Linked DNA regions of Mus musculus: region 2 is linked to region 1. A link is a contact called in public HiChIP or PLAC-seq data. All regions are on one chromosome and are shown on one strand. The core of a region is the stretch at or near the end of the contact, and the rest is flanking DNA. Distances in the headings are between cores, read along the strand shown. Region 1 has its middle 74 kb from the start of 5430437J10Rik. Region 2 has its middle 120 kb from the start of Gm41259.

Region 1 (3,065 bases), core at 367-2,866:
AGATATTTTATTGGGTACCAGTACATGAGGTTCTCTAACGTGCTCAATATTATCTGATCCTACAGATTAGTGAGTGTTGTATATTTGTCAAGGCAAGTGTGATGAGATCTCTATTTATCAGAACAATGTTCATAAGATTTTTCAAACAGAAGTTTGGTTTGAAAGTCCATCTATTCTGTTTCCTTCTACACCCTCGCCCCACCTGTGACACACTGCTCCCCTTTTGCTTACCATGGAGTCTTCACCTGCCTGATACTTTCCTTTTCTTCATCCTCCATTTGCTTCTTGAATGGCCCCAACGTGTTTTTAGACAAATATATTTATTGAACTAATTGTTTTTTTTTTTAAAGGAAGAATGCAAACTAAAATTTATTAACCATTAGCTATGATGTTAGATGCTTTCACAGTGTCCTTTCCTAATTTCAATTACTCCTTGAAGATTGTATCCTCTTTAATACATGAGGAAATTAAGCCACAAATAGACTAAGGGATATTGCTTAAGGTAATGCATCTAGTTACAGGCACTTTATTCAAAATCAGGCTGGTGGGCTTTTAAGCCCCTTCCACTTTCCCTCCCTGGCATAGGGATCACCTTTGGGCCACCCTGATGGTTACTTGAATGGAAAGAAACACCATACTGTATGTACTGTATGTACTGATGTAGTAAAGGCAGCTTCTTCCACTGGAGAACGGAGACCCTGCAATTATATCTGTCATTATCACTTAGTAGGCACAGACTACCTATCTCTAACTGTAAACTAGTGTTCATTATATCTCTCCCCAAAATTATGATGATGAATGATGACGTGAAAAGAGCCAAGGGAATTTGCACCCACAACACATGTTTAATACTGAATTTCCTTTTTCTTTGCTATTAATTATTTAGCTAGAATCAAAAATCTTATTGAATCAGAGAAAGCAGAACTTCAATTGGCAATGATGGACCATGGAACAGGCAAGCAGGAAAAAAGATATATCTGTATCTCTATCTCTATCTGTATCTCTGTCTGTATCTGTATCTATATATATCATCTATTCTATATCTATATCTATATCTATCTATATCTATTTCACTACAAAGCAATCTACATCAAGACTGAAAACTCAGCTCTGAAAGTTTGGTGTTAATTTATACTTTATAACGCATTATTAGAACTTAGGGATAAAAAAAAGCTACCTTTCAAATATCTGCTGACTCTGGCTACACTAAGGGTAATGCGACTTTAAGGGATTAATCAAATCTTTACTGTGTTCACCTATTAGGTGTGACCCAGCTATTAATAAAGGAAATTCAGGAACATACCACAATTTCCTTTCAGCATAAGAGCCAAAGGAATGCCTTTGGCATGTGAACTTGATTAGAAGTCAGAAAACATTGAATGGGACTCAGAATGGAGTTTTATTCTTTTTGGATTGAATCAGGCTCACCTCAGTCTGTACTCAGACCTTATGAATGACATAGACTTGAGGTCAATCCTATGACAGCTCAACAGTCAATGTTAATATACTTGTGGATCCTCTGAGAGATGCTTCTCTAAGAGACTTTAGACCATGACACACTTTATAATGCCTAGGCCTTTGCTTGCTCCAAGTCCCAGCAGGGGCTGATCAGAAGCTCTGTCCATGATGTGTTATGGAAAACAGATCAACTGGCAGAAGCTCAGTGTGTGACACATGAGGTCATTTTAAGAAGGTGACTAATGCATTTACAGTATTCTTTTTTTTCTTCCTTCTTTAATTATTTCTAAAGGTAGGATCTCACTGTATCCTTGGCCAAGCTGAAACTCACTATATAAACCAAGCAGATCTCAAAACTTATAGAGATCCCCTTGCACCTGTGTTGGGATTAAGGTGAGTGCCGCCAATCCATGCTTGAACTTTAGATCATAGCACCTCATCTAATGTAGAGCAGGGTTCTTAGTATAACCTACTGGATAGACAACAATGGCAATTCTGCATGGGAGATTATTATTACTTCAAGGAAAGTGTCAGGAATATTTATGTCCTACATAGATTTTTAGCAGAAACAATGGCGAAATATTTTTCTCTAGATCCCTCAATCACAATTATCCATCATGATGAAAACAGCATGATCATTAACAAAGTAATGTCTCAGCCTTAAAACTATGCTTTCCAGGAAAAAAAAATCAAGTTTGTTGATCTAATGAGACTTCCTTTTAATTTCACACCTCTTAGGGGCATGGAACCAACAATCAGATTTATAAGACTAGAAATGTCATCAAATGCCACGTAATGTGTTCCTTGCCTTTGGCAGAATGTCCTCTAAATCAACCTATTGCAACTGTACATCTGAGAGGACCAGCAGAACTTGCCCTTGTGCTAATGGGGCACTCCAATTACATCCAGCTCTCCCATTTCTGCATATCAGGTTGTATATTTTTATATGAATTAACTATTGATTCGTGTCATGCTATTAGGACGGGAAAGGGTGCGAGGGTTTATATCTGAGATTTTGAAGTACCTGGCAAACATGGTCCTCATAAACAATGAAAGAGTTGGGTTTTTTTTTTTTTTGTTTTTTTTTGTTTTTTTTTGTTTTTGTTTTTTTGTTTTTTTTTTTGTGAATAAAGATTTCAGCACTCGTTCTTTAGGGGATAAAGAGGAGGCTCAGAGTATATGGCAGCAGCCACACTAGAGATGCTCTGTTTGCTTAGGCAGTGGTACCTTCACGGGAAAGTTCTTTACCTTTATCTGTCCACAAAGTCGGTGGGAGTGATTAGGGTTTCACAGGACCAGCATTAATGGCAATCAGGTGTGACCTCCAGGTTTCACATCCGTTTTAATTGTTCTGCATCATCTGTTTGTTCCAGATCATCTTTTTAGAAAGATGCTAGTGTGAATGGTACCAGAGCAAGATAAGGATGGGGACAAAGCAAAGATCAAAAGCCAGCCAACCATACTCCAAACAGGTTGCTGCAAACTGTGGAGTTAGCTGTTTGTTTGTTTGTTGTTGTTTGGTTTAAGTTTTATTGAATCATGATGAGAAAAGATACACAATTTCAATTTATCTGAATTTGTTAACACTTAAAAACACATTTTGAGTA
Region 2 (3,065 bases), core at 204-2,703, 510 kb after region 1:
TCTGACATGCTCTCTGACTTCCATGGCTGCCATGTGCACACATGGTACACATATAAAATGCAAGGGGAAGAGTTGTACATGTACAGTAAAATACATAAATGTAAAAATTAAATAAATTAAAACTTCAAGGTAGCACTAGTCTCTTGGATTCGTCCAGTAGTCTATCGTCTAGACTGAGGTGACTCTGAAGACTTTATGAGACCCTGAGGACATGATGACAAGCTGTCAGTATGCAGTCTTTCACACCAACCACCCCACAAGCTTTGCAGTGTTGCTTTCATTAGAAACTGCTTCTGTCCAGTGTCTAAGTACATGTTCAGAAAATAACCTTAAATACACTTTCTTTTCCTCTAAAAAGATCTGTTTTCCATCAGTGAGGAGAAAGTCAACTCTTACTATATTTGGTCTTTTAATGATATTTTCCCAGAAGTAAGATTTAGCAGAATTTAATTATTGGAAACCCTGAAATACACCTTCAATCCTTCAGCTTCTAAAAGATGCTTGAAACCTTCCCATCTCCTTCAGACCCTTGAGGTACTTGTATGTGCCTATAAATAAAACCATGTGTCTATTTTATTCACTTTTAACATCTATTGTAAGCATAGCCCTTCTACACTAAGTTCCCCTTTCTTTTCTGGAGACAGTGTCCAGTATCTGAGGCTGTCCTTGCACTTGGTATGTAGCAAAGTTCTGGTCCTCTGATTCCCCAGTGTTGGTATTACATGTGTGCTCTACCATGCCTAGCCTGAAATCATCTTCCAAACATTGGCTCCTTTTCTTCTGTTTTTGCTCACAGTTTAGAAATAGTCAATGTTCAACGCACATCTTTGCATCATGTACCAGAAAGTATATTATATTTAAGCGAAGAAAGTCACGTTAATTTTGAATAAATTCCCAATTAAAACTAATTAGAATTTAAAGAGATAGAGAAAAATTCTAGTCCTGAAAGATGGAAATATAGAAGACTGGAAGAGAGGAAGTTATATCTTTGGTCTGCTTTTTTTTTTCCTTTGTTCTACCTACACCAAGGGCTAACATCAATGGGGAATATCTGTACACGAAATATAAGACTTTTTGTTTTGTTTTGTTTTTTTCGTAATGCCTTAACATTCAGTGAGGAAGGCTGTATGCCCTGAAAGAGAAGCCAGGGTATGGTTTCAATGCATATCCCATACAACCAGAAATAAAAGGCAGATGTAGGATAGATGTGTTTTTCCATTTGATTTTAACTGGCTTTTTTTGGGTAACTTACATTCTCCCCACTTGAACTACATACAACCCTAGGTGTCCTTCGCCAGAGAAGAGTACCCACTTTACATTTGTCACCTAGAATTTGTCACTGAAAATTCACTGTTGTGTATGCCTTATCAGGGACTACTCTCCACTGACTTGGCTCCAACATTGCATAGGGTGTTATGTTTCTCCCTCCTATGCTCTCCCTCCCACACACTGCAGACTGATGAGGTCACGGGATCCCCTAATCTACTTCCACTTCCCTGATCTGTCTTCTCTCCACACTGTGTTTGTTGATTTGCCAGTTCTTTCGTATTTGTACTGTTTCAGTTTTTATCTATGAGAATATGTTTTCAGAGTTACTGAGTCATATAGTAATTCCAGGTTTAATCTTTAGGAATGGCTAAGGGTAAGTGAGTGGGTGGTGTGCTTGTGTGTGTGTGTGTGTTAGAAGCTTCCCAGAAATGTGTAAGAATTCTTTAGCTTACCAGCACTTTAGCACAGTCCATTTTGTTTTCGGCTACCCCGATGTGCACAGAGTGTCATCTCAGTTAGTCTGGTTCATATCAGCCAAATCTGAGTTAGAGATGCACTGATTTCCTTTCTTTGCTTAAATCATTTCCTTTAATATAATGTCTTCTGGGCTCATTCCTATTGTGACAAATGATGTGATTTCATTTACTTATCTATTTCTTCACTGGTGGACATGTAGGTGAATTTTGTATGTTGGATGTCATTAATACTTCCACCATAAGTCCGGGAGTGCAGATGTGTCTCTAGCATGCTGATTTCACTCTCTTTGGTTACATGCCTGTAGAGGGATTATTGGATGACATGGTTGTTCTGTTTTTGAGAAAAGCCTGTGTATTTGTTTTGATATCTCTACCAACAATGTGAAAGGATTCCTTTGTCCTCTGCATCTTAACCAGTACTTTGTCTTTTTGACACTGGCCATTCTCACTGCAATGAAGTTAGAACTCATTGTGGCTCTGATTTGCATTTGCCTGGTGATTAGCAGTATTGTGTAGTTTTCAGATACCTGTTGGCAACTTGTAAGTCTTCCAAGTTTTTTTTTTTTTCCTCAGATCCTTTGTTCCCTTTTCAATGGATGATTCCTTCCTATGTTACTTGGGTTCTTTCTATGCTTTGGATATTAATATTTTACAAAATGAATAATATAAAATACCATTTGTAGGCTCACAGTGACTCTTTGCTTTGTTGATGTATACCTTGAGGTATAAAAGCTTTATTGTTTTATTTTTAAATTATGTGTGTGTGTGTGTGTGTGTGTGTGTGTGTGTGTGTGTGTGTGTGTGTAATATATGTTCATGGTTAATGCATGTGCATGTGTATGTATCTCCAGTGGTCAAACATGTGAGCTACTTGATATGGGCACTAGTAGACTCAGGTTCTCTGGCAGAGTAGTCTGTGCCCTTAAGAACTGGGCCATCTCTCTGGACCCTGCACAAACCTTTCAATTTGTTCTCTGTCTTGACTTTTACTTTTGCTGCTTGAAATTCTGAGTCATAGCCAAAACCTGTTTCTACATACCACTCCTTTTCAGTATTTCACAAGTCTCCTTTCTCTAGTTAATGAAAAGTTATGCTCTTTCAGGGATATCAGTGAGGTTTGCTTCCTTTTTTGGTGTTCTTTGCAGCCTGCAGTTGATATTTCTGTATCTAGGGTAGAAGTTCAATTCCATGCACCCAACCCCACCACTGGGTAGGTTCTTCTAACCTTTAGGCACATGCTAAGATAATGGTATATTAACTTCTATTTGGGACTCAGTAGTGTTGCCTCTGTGTAGTTTCTTTTCCTATGATCTTGCCAGC

The links. HiChIP or PLAC-seq counts read pairs in DNA pulled down with a chosen protein or histone mark.
Region 2: an H3K4me3 HiChIP or PLAC-seq map of bone marrow-derived macrophages shows a contact between it and region 1, with 4 times the contacts expected there. The contact joins two enhancer-like sites. A contact is called at or near these places in 2 of 15 datasets of contacts at CTCF or cohesin (CD8 T cells and pro-B cells), 5 of 484 Hi-C or Micro-C datasets (bone marrow-derived macrophages and uterus) and 3 of 115 datasets of contacts at active chromatin or transcription factors (Th17 cells, bone marrow-derived dendritic cells and bone marrow-derived macrophages).

Annotation. Positions count from the first base shown.
Region 1 is chr15:5,420,990-5,424,054 of GRCm38.p6, forward strand. It overlaps the pseudogene Gm46496. Among named protein-coding and RNA genes, the nearest start is that of 5430437J10Rik, 74 kb to the right of the region's middle. Within about 2 kb of position 1,617, at least 3 of the 459 cell types and tissues checked have an H3K27ac peak or open chromatin away from gene starts, as enhancers often do. A contact at or near this core is called in bone marrow-derived macrophages, where this site is marked.
Region 2 is chr15:5,926,513-5,929,577 of GRCm38.p6, forward strand. No RefSeq gene overlaps it. Among named protein-coding and RNA genes, the nearest start is that of Gm41259, 120 kb to the right of the region's middle. Within about 2 kb of position 1,454, at least 15 of the 459 cell types and tissues checked have an H3K27ac peak or open chromatin away from gene starts, as enhancers often do. A contact at or near this core is called in bone marrow-derived macrophages, where this site is marked.